Linked DNA regions of Mus musculus: all the other regions are linked to region 3. A link is a contact called in public HiChIP or PLAC-seq and Micro-C data. All regions are on one chromosome and are shown on one strand. Each heading gives the region's core, a stretch centred on a gene start, on an enhancer-like site or on the middle of the called end of the contact. The rest is flanking DNA. Distances are from core to core; before and after follow the strand shown.

Region 1 (3,104 bases), core at 296-2,795, 140 kb before region 3:
AGAAGAAAAGAGGAGGAGGGAAAGGGAAATGGAGAAGAGAGGGATGGGGAGGGGCAGGGGGAGGAGGACGGGGAGGGGGAAGGGAGGGGAGGGGGAGGGAGAAAACCTGTTAAGGATTCCACAAAGCCAAATGAGCAAATGAGAAATGGTGGAGAGTAGATTGTGCAATCCAGAGCCAAGTTACCTTGGGCCACTCTTAGTTCCAGCCATTCCCTGCCCACACCATGTGTGACTAATACCCTTGTAACTATCAAGACCTTACAACACATCTTTAGCAGATCTAGGCATCTTTAGCAGATCTAGATTTCACTAATCCAAAAGCTAAGGATGCCATCAGAGAGCACCTGAAACCTGCAGATCAGTGTCCCAACCCTGCTCGGCTGAAACTCATGTAGCTGTTTATTTGGTAATGTTGTGCCAGGAAGCGTTCTTGAACCCCAAAAGACCAACCAATGTCACTTAAATGTTCCACCTTCTGTCTGTGTCTGTGTGTGTGTGTCTGTGTGTGTGTGAGAGTGTGTGTGCGTGCACATGCGTTTCCAAGCAGCAGAGCCTTCTACACTCAATGCTTTGGGTTCAGGTAGCCAGCCTGGTTCCTATGGTGGCTTCCTGTTGCATGTTCTGATATTTGGCAGAATGCTCACCAATGAGCACTTCTCCTCTGGCTACCTTCATTGTGAACAGGGGCTTGGAATGTTTAAATGACATCACCACTATGACTCACCAAAATAACTTGGCATTGGCCAGAATGACCAACTGGTGGTTGTGTATTTTACTATGGCTCGCTGGTGCTCTGACAGGCACATTGAATAGTATCTGCAAAGATTTCAGTGGCTACCTGTTCATGTCACCATTCATTATTCTATGCTGTGATGCTGAAGGTGACAGAGACTCTTCCTTCCCACCGGAAGCCATGCTGGTGAGGGACAGAGGAGCAATTGTTAGTTATCCTGTCGCACTGGAAGGCACAGTCACTTAGACTATACGGTTTTTCATGATGCCGATGTGGTTCTTTGATGGACCCTCCCACAGGGGATCTGTGGCAAATAAGGTGGGCTCTATTGGAGACGGTTCCCCTCTTATCTTAGGAGGATCTAGCCTGGTCTTTAAACACCTTGTGTTTCCTAAGATCTCTGTGCTCCTAACGCATGCAGAGGCGTTCGTCAGAGCTCGAGCTCATTCACTGTTCCAGGCAGCAGCTGCTATTATCTGCTTCCTTGGAGCTGTTTTAACTTCTCTTAGGTTGGATAAAAATGCTATTCTTAGCCCAGTGTTTCTTAAGTCGCCAAAAGGTCTTTTTCCCCCCTCCCAACTCAAGTCTTTGGAAGCAAGGCATTACACTTCTTGTCTCTGCATCACTCCGTTAACTCCAGTCAGATGACTTGGAAGCCCCTCCCATTGTGTTGTCTAAACACTCGGCCCCTGCTACAAGCAAGGAAACGATTAACTTTGCTTGGAGGCTTTTTCTTGGGCAAGAGGACTCTGTGGTCGCTCTCACCATGGTACTGCCAAGATTTTCTTGGCCAGTCATTCTTGACTCAGCTTGAGGACCGGATGTTGCCATCTCCCTGGCCGTGCTGGACAGCTCTTTAAAAGGTTTTGTGAAGCGAAGTGTTTGGGAGAGAGGGTGCAACATAATGGATAAAACCAGCTTCAGGCTGGGCCCTCCACCTGGGTGAAGAAAAGTGTAGGAAAGAGACGATCACACCACGGGAGGCAAATTGTGTGCCTTGCTCTCTAGAATAGGATAAGAAAATTCATGTGGGTGGAAACCCCAGAAAAATGAGTGAGCCCTAAGAGAGGCTCTACATTTAAAGTAATCTGTATTTAAAGATTCGCCAAACAACTAGGCTTATTCAGAGCTGTATGGACAGATGGCATAGCAAAATCAACCTTTAAATTTTGCTTAAATATGGTGATTGAATATGTTATTCAAAAAGGACGATAGTAACAAACTTCCTCACATTAAAAAAAAAATCACTGCTAGTGGTTAAGTTGCAATTTCGTGGGCACATGTGTGCAGGTCTGTAGATGTATGTGGAGGGCGTGTTTAGAGATTCCTAGCCTTTGGGGCTGTGAGCTGGCTCAATAGTCAAGAGCACTTGCAGCTCTTTCAGAGGATCTAATTTCGGTTTCCAGCATTCCTGTTGGACGGCTCACTGTCATCTATCACTCTAGATCCAGGCTCCAGAATGCTCTCTTCTTCTCTGATGGTAACCACATGTACGCAAACTTACATGTACACATACATACATACACACACACACACACACACATGAAATTATCACCCTGCATACTGTTAGCATTCTGTCTAAACTCCACCCCACAATTACCTGGTATAGCCAAGGAGGCCTGGCCCACTATAAAAGGGACTGCTTGCCCCCTCCTCTCTCTCTTGCTCTCTTACTCTTGCTTCCCTCCTGCATCTCTCTTGCTCTCTTGGGCTCTTCCCTTCCCTCCTCCCTTTCCCATCCTCTCCCTTCCTTTCCTTTCCCTTCCCATCCTCTCCCTTCCTTTCCTTTCCCTTCCCTTCCTTTCCCTTCCCTTCCCTTCCCTTCCCTTTCCCTTTCCCTTTCCCTTCCCTTCCCTTCCCTTCCCTTCCCTTCCCTTCCCTTCCCTTCCCTTCCCTTCCCTTCCCTTCCCTTCCCCACCCCTCTCTCTCTGCCTTTCTCTGACTCTACTACCCTCTTAACTCCCCTCCCCATGCCCTGAATAAACTCTAGTCTATACTATACAATCCATTGCGTGGCTGGTCCCTCAGGGGGAAGGGATGCCACAGCATGGACCCTCTGAGACACCCCCTTCCCCCATACCTTACCATACCCCCATAGAACATATCTTATATCTCTTTATCTTTTTATATACATATCACATATTGTTGCACAGAAGAAATTCAAGTCCCTTACATGAAGGATGCTTTAATCAAACTTTATTGCAATGTGGAACAAGGCTCCCAGGCACCCAGAGAGTGCTCTCATTTAAGAGATGTAGTTTGACCTAATGTGCTGAAGTGTCACCAAAATTAGGCAAAGTGAAAGCGCCAGCTGTCATTGTGATGCTGTGGCATTTGTGTGATGCAGTCTCAAATTCAACACGGATCCAGA
Region 2 (3,322 bases), core at 306-2,805, 200 kb before region 3:
CAGGTAGGGGGCGCACTAAAACAAGTTTTCCGATTCAGAGGGTTGCGCTGTGTGATATAGGTCTACTTAGCAACAGAGTGCTAGGGAAATGTCCGCGTGCAAGACCTGACTCACACTACCTCTCCACCTTTGTTCAACCCAGAGCCCAGAGTGGGTTCAGGAAGTCGATTTCTAGCACATATACATTGCCCATGATTCTCATGAGCAGAGGGGTCCAGCGATCCTTTTATGTACGGGTGTGTGTGTGTGGGGGGGGGGGGTGGGGTGCGGTGGGGAAGCTGGTTCTCTGGGTTCCTAATTTGCACGGAAGGCCTCTCTGTGAGGCTCAGTGGGGATCCAGAGGCAACTAGGGACAGCCTGCTGGGTCACCTCTGCTGTGCGGGTTCTCACTTTATCACTTATGCAGGTGGTGTGACCCTGTCTCTTTTCTTTACTTGATTCCAATGGCAGTGAGCCATGTAGCTATTTCAGTGTCCTCCTGCTGAGGGTGGGAGTGGGTTCCCTCAGCTACTGCCGCCCCCTCACAGCCGCTTTCCTGCCTCCTCATGTAACCCAGCCTTCTCTGCTGATGACCTCATACCCCCTTTTGCTGATCCTTCATTCTACTCCTTCTTATTTCATCTGATCAGTGTTTCTACCTTAATGCTTCAGTTGGGCATGGTGACCTAACATGGTGGGTTGTGTGTTGTGGGGTATGGGTGTGTGTGCTGACATAGCACACAACCCACCAAAGTCAGGTCAGCCTGGGCTATGCATGAGTTCAAAGCTAGGCTGTGAAAAACCTGTCTCCAAAACAAAACAAAACAAACATAATAAAATAAACAGAAACCACCAAAATCTGGAAACAACAGCACAAGAGCACATTTACTGTCTCCTTTGCCATCTTCAAAGCTACCAGCTTTCTAACTTGCTGACCCTTTCCACCCAGTGTCTCACCCCTGCATCCCTGCCTCAGCTTCATCAAGCACAGGGTTGTCTACTGTGTAGCCACTCCCCCTTTAATACACCCATTCATAGCCTGTGCTTCTCTCCAGCCTTTACTTAACCTCGCTAGAATAACTTCAGCCTGTCGGACGGATGTTTTTGTACCCTGTGTGAAGAAGATGTGTCTCTGTCCTTCCTTGACTGCCTAAGGCATCTTCTGATTGGTTAAAACAAAACCACCCATAGCCTATGGCAAAAGGCAGGATAGTAAGTTGGGACATCCAGCAGAGAGAAAGAAACGCTGGGAAAGACTCAGGGGTGGGGATTTGCCATTCAGACTCAGGGGAAGCCGGACTTAGGAATTTGGTTGAGAGGTAAGCAGCCAACGTCACAGAATTTAGATGACTATACATGGGATAATTGAGTTATGAACTAGTTGAGGATGAGCCTAACTTAGGTCTAGGCATCTGTTAATAAAAATAAATCTCTGTGTCATTATTCGGGAGCTGGGGCAGGCATAGAAAAGCCAGAAAGGTTACATCAGCCCAATTCCCATCAGTTCTAACAGTACAAGGAACATAGGGAACTGTAACACCAGAGCCACACCCTCCTGTGGTTACTTCTCCAAACTTTGTGGTCCAGCACATGACAAAGCACTTCTTGAAGCGTTATGTCAATACTGGGACAGCATCGTGTCCACAGTGGGACAGCATCACATCCATACTGGGACAGCTCCTTCTACTTGCCATTTCCTTTCTGCCTGGAGGCCACTTCCCACCCTGATGATCTGGCCTGCCCATCCCCCAGGCCAGTGTGACAAGGCTGCATCATGGGATGCTCGCTGCTCTCAGGCCTCTTTCTCACCTGGTCCCATGTCCATCTCAACTCAAAAAGTTCTTCCTCTACTAGATTCTTCAGCATAAGAGTGCAGTAATTCTTCCATTAACAAAACATCCCTGCAAAGGTTGCCTTGACTTCTTTCTTTCTCTAGGCACTGCCCAGAGTCTTGCTGGTTTGGGTACAGAAAGTAGTTTTCACCTCAAAGGAAATAAGAGAGTTTACTGTGGAGTCAAGTCTGAGAAATGCAATTCAAGTTTCCCCAAATACCTCCCTCCCCCTCCCTTCTTCCTTTTTCCCTCCCTCCTCCCCCCTTCCTTCCTCCCTCCCTCCTTCCTCCCTTGCTTCCCATCCCTCCCTCCCTCCTTTCCTCCCTCCCTCCCTCCTCCCCTCCTTCCCTCCTTCCTCCCTCCCTTCCTCCCTCCCTCCTTTCCTCCCTTCCTCCCTTCCTTCTTCCCTCCCTCCCTCCTCCCCTCCTTCCTTCCTCCTTCCCTCCTTCCTCCCTCAATTCCCCTCCCTCCCTCCCTCCCTCCCTCCCTCCCTCCCTCCCTTCCTTCCTTCCTTCCTTCCTTCCTTCCTTCCCAGTGCTCAGTTCATGTTGCCCAGCATCGCATCTACGGAATCCAATAACAAGTCCTTAGTTTTCTCTTTCAAATGGAAGCATTCTCTTGCTGAAGAGGAAAGACTCAGGAAGTTAAAGAAACATACAAGGCTCAGTGGACTTAGGAAGTTGCTTGCCTCAGAATGCCCCTCCATGAGGCTATAAAAGCAGTATACACTTGTTAGGGAGAAGAGTCTTCTAGAGATGCTTGCCAGGCATGCATGGAGCTGCAGGGTTGCAGCTGGAAGGAGTGGTTACCCACGCTGGGTGAGCTTTCTGGTGATGCCTTGCCTCACTCGTGTTCCTGTAAGTTACCCCTCACCTAGGTTTCTGAATTCAGTAGCCTGAGTAAAGTCATTGCTTCACCAAGATGAACTTAGCGAAAACTTTCTCTTTCATCAGTCATGGGAGCCTTGTGAGGTGTGAATAGATATCAGGCCACATATCCCCAGGAAGCACTCAGGGACAGCGCTGCACTCAACCATGCCCAAAGCCAGACTCCATTCCCCAGCTTCCTGCTCCTATCAACATTACCTCACACTAACATCTCCTCCCTGTTCTTACCTCTGCTCACTCTCTCTTCAGCTATGGAAATTGAGTCCAACGTGGTCCCTCACCTCTGGTCCCACTCTACATCCTTGAAAGATTATTATTTTTTTAAAGGCAAATAGTATCCCTCATTCCCTCACCTAAAACCAAAAGCAAAGAGATTCTTTTCCCGAGCCATTGAGGAAAAGGGTTGAAAATTCTTCCAGAGCCAGCCACACCATGTATGAATCACTCCCAGCTGTGATGGTTTGGAAACTTATCCCAGCTGGTGGCACTATTTTGGGAGGGTCTGGACATTTTTAGGAGGTAGGGCCATTTTTAGAAAGTGGGCCATTGGTGTGTGCTTGAGGGTAAGGTCTTCTCTCTGTATCCCCTGGACATCACAAAGTCATCTCCTAGGCATGTGATCTG
Region 3 (3,350 bases), core at 313-2,812:
TGCCCTGTCTGAGAAAAACAGGTTTGTTCACAACGCCCCAGAAAGTCAACACAGCCTTTGGCTGCTTCCATTCTGATGCTAAGTTCTGGCTTTCCTGAGACCACTTCAGTTCTCATGATCTGTTCCATTCCCACGGTGGGGTCACTTCTGCTCGGTGGGTGTTCACAGCCCAGCTATCTACTGTTCTGCCCTATGTTATCATCAGAGTGCCACAGTTTTATGTATTTATTTACATTGGGGGGAACTTTAACTGAGGTTCTACAAACTTTTTATCATGTCCCGTCAACCTGTGAAAAGAGACAGAATCATTTTTTTTTATGTCATCTCTGTTTTATAGATGAAAATTTGGAAGCTCATCGGTGTCCAGTATGAGTTGGTAACAACACAGTCCAAGGGGGAAACCAGACATCAAATACACAGCTTATGGTGCTGGGTTCCAAGAATTTGCCCTGGAAAAAGGCAGAATAATGATGCTCAAAGAGGTCTACATGTTAATCCTGGATTCAGGAGATGCATTGGTCCATGTGGTAAAGGGACTTTGTGGGTGTGACTAAGGATCATGGAATAGAGAGGGCCTTAGTTTGATGTCCATTACTCTGATAAAATACCCCCAACAAAAAACAATTTAGGAGAGAAAAAGGTTATTTGGTATAATTCTGGGTTATATTCACTATTTTGGGGGGAAATTAAAGGCAAGAACTCAAAGCTTAGTGTCCATGGTCAAAAGAAGAGAGATGCATGCATCTCTCTTTTACTTGCTCTCAGATAGCTTTCTTCTCTCTTACACTGTTCTAGACCCCACTGCTTAGGGATTGGTGCAACCCAAAGCAGCCTGAGACTTTCTACATCAATCAGATGTCAAGACAATCCTCCACCACCACAGACATGCCCACAGGCAAACCTGAACTTGATAATTCCTCATCAAACTTTCTTCTCATTGACTCTAGCTGTGCCAATTGACTAACCAGCACAGAGAGATTATCTCGGTGTGTGGTTTGGATACATGGTTATAGCGGTGTGAATATGCTTGGTCTAGGGAGTGACATTACAAGGGGGCATTTCTCTTGTTGGAGTAAATGTGGTCTTGTTGGAAGAAGTGTGTCACTGTGGGGGTAGGCAATGAATCCCTCCTCCTAACCACTTGGGAGCCAGTCTTCTCCTAGAGGCCTTCAGATGGAGATGTAGAACTCTCAGTTTCTCCCGCACAATGCCTGCCTGAGTGCTGCATGCTTCCTGTCTTGATGATAATGGACTGAACCTCTGAACCTGTAAGCCAGCCCCAATTAAATGTTGTCATTATAAGCATTGTCTTGGCTGTGATGTCTGTTCACAGCAGTAAAACCCTAACTAAGACAATGGTCTTTACCAGAAGACCTAAAGGGACTAATGGAATTACCTAATCTTGGACTTAAAACTCTAGAACCCTGAGCCAAACTTTCATTTTGCTTCACCATCAGTCTGTGCCAGCTATTGCATCCCAGTGACACATGGCTGGTGACTAAGAGAAGACTAATTGCCACAGAGCCAATTACTCAACACTGAGCAATCTAAACAACCATTTGTTAGCCTTTCATTTCTATGAGTCAGGAATCCAGCCATGAACCAGCAGGATCCCCCTGGCCCATGGTTCCCTGTGAAGATACAGTGGAGCTGTTGGTCAGAGTGGGTAACCTAGCTAGCCTGCAGGGTCACAACCTCGGTCCTGAGTCGAAGATGCCTCTCTGCAAGGTACAGCAGGCTTACCTAGGGAGAATATGGGAGAACAAAACCAATTATATGCTAATCTGGAAGTGGCATCCTATCACTTCTGCCCTTGTCTGTCCATCTGAATGAGACCAACCAGACCAACTCAGGTGAAAGAGACCGCAATGGGAGTGAATATCAAAAGGTATTATCTGGCCACCAAGAGCCATTTAGGAGCCAGACTGGCAGAGATTCAATTTAAGATGAAGAAAGAATACAATTCAAGTTGATGCTATTTTTCTATGGCATCTGGAAAGGTATAGACCAAGGGCTATTATTTCTTTTAAATTGAATGAGAGTGAAGAACAAGAAAATGAACTAGGTGTGCAAGTGCACACTTGTAATTCCAGCATTAAGGGGGCTGGGATGAATGAACAGCAAGCTCGAGGTCGGGCTGGGTTATGAGACTGACTCAGAAGAATATAAAGAAAAGTAGATGGAAGAGGGAGAAGGGGTGGGGAGGAAGAGGGAGAGGAGGAGGAGGAAGAAGAGGAGGAGGAGGAGGAGGCGGCAAGAGCCAGAGCAACCCTAGATGACAGTAATCAGAACATGGTTGAGGGACATGGTGGTAAGAAGAAAGCCAAGCTGCTGATGGAAACACTGAGAGTAAAGGCAAGGAATGACCAAGGAAGACACTTGATGTCAGCCTCAGGGCTCCACACGCACACATCCCATATATACAGGCATTCACACATGCCACACATACTACTCCAGAGAAAAGAAAACAAAAGAAAGGCAAGAAAAAAAATAGAGCTTACTCAGGAGGCTTCAGACAAGAACAAAGACTCAATCAGGGATTGGACTAGTTGTCATTCATATATGTAACCCTCCTGCAAAACAAAACAAAACAAATAAACAAACAAAACTGTCAACATGATGCCCATGTGCTGAAAATTTAAGTGATGTTAAATATAGAAGCAATAGACCAACCAGACCAGCTTATTTATCAAGGGAAATTTTATGAGAGCATGGTAGCCAAGCTGCAACATGGTTGCTACTTGATGCATTTATCCAGAATTATAGTGATAATTCAGAGCAGAAAGAAGAGAAGACAAATAGGGGAAATGTACAGTTTGGTGAGGAAAAAGGACATACACATTAAAAGCTGTAGACAAAGCACTTCTTATTGTTAAAGAAACAGGTGCCATGAAAGAGAAAGCACATGATTTACACTGGAAAAATAGGAGAGATGGTTCTGGGGAGCGATGCTCAGACAGCGCAGCCTAAAGACATGTTTGCCCAGATTCAGCTACACTGGCATTTGTAATGGCCATCTTGGTGGGTCCAGCTTCTGCTTGAACTATCAGCATACCAGAACATTAGCCATGTGGCACTGTCTTGGAACAGGAGTTTTGGGGGACAAAAAATAAAATCCAGAGGCCAAGAAATGTATAGGAGGGTAGGTACGTACGGAATATGTGAGACAGCTGTGTATGCAGCTGTGTAGGTAAATCTGCAGCTGTATTAGAGACCCCAGCGTGTTGGGTGTGCCAAGAATGTAGGACATCTACGGTGCACAAGAACTAGGTCAAGTTGGCCCAAGAGGGCACGTATGATACTATACAGGATTTGAATATATTTCTTCTTCCTGAGTGAGGGTCTACTTT

The links. A called contact is a pair of places that touch in the nucleus more often than the background predicts. HiChIP or PLAC-seq counts read pairs in DNA pulled down with a chosen protein or histone mark.
Region 1: a Micro-C map of muscle stem cells shows a contact between it and region 3, with 2.2 times the contacts expected there. The contact joins two enhancer-like sites. A contact is called at or near these places in 5 of 484 Hi-C or Micro-C datasets (cortical neurons, embryonic fibroblasts, embryonic stem cells and 1 more) and 2 of 115 datasets of contacts at active chromatin or transcription factors (acute myeloid leukemia and epiblast stem cells).
Region 2: a FOXA1 HiChIP or PLAC-seq map of pancreatic cancer cells shows a contact between it and region 3. The contact joins two enhancer-like sites. A contact is called at or near these places in 2 of 15 datasets of contacts at CTCF or cohesin (embryonic stem cells and pro-B cells), 29 of 484 Hi-C or Micro-C datasets (B cells, CD4 T cells, bone marrow-derived macrophages and 9 more), 5 of 115 datasets of contacts at active chromatin or transcription factors (acute myeloid leukemia, bone marrow-derived macrophages, embryonic basal ganglia and 2 more) and 1 of 9 other capture datasets (embryonic stem cells).

What each region holds. Positions count from the first base shown.
Region 1 is chr13:52,344,361-52,347,464 of GRCm38.p6, forward strand. No RefSeq gene overlaps it. Among named protein-coding and RNA genes, the nearest start is that of Gm33116, 110 kb to the left of the region's middle. Within about 2 kb of position 1,546, at least 37 of the 459 cell types and tissues checked have an H3K27ac peak or open chromatin away from gene starts, as enhancers often do. A contact at or near this core is called in embryonic fibroblasts and muscle stem cells, where this site is marked.
Region 2 is chr13:52,275,831-52,279,152 of GRCm38.p6, forward strand. No RefSeq gene overlaps it. Among named protein-coding and RNA genes, the nearest start is that of Gm33116, 44 kb to the left of the region's middle. Within about 2 kb of position 1,556, at least 38 of the 459 cell types and tissues checked have an H3K27ac peak or open chromatin away from gene starts, as enhancers often do. A contact at or near this core is called in pancreatic cancer cells, where this site is marked.
Region 3 is chr13:52,480,434-52,483,783 of GRCm38.p6, forward strand. No RefSeq gene overlaps it. Among named protein-coding and RNA genes, the nearest start is that of Diras2, 49 kb to the right of the region's middle. Within about 2 kb of position 1,563, at least 38 of the 459 cell types and tissues checked have an H3K27ac peak or open chromatin away from gene starts, as enhancers often do. A contact at or near this core is called in embryonic fibroblasts, muscle stem cells and pancreatic cancer cells, where this site is marked.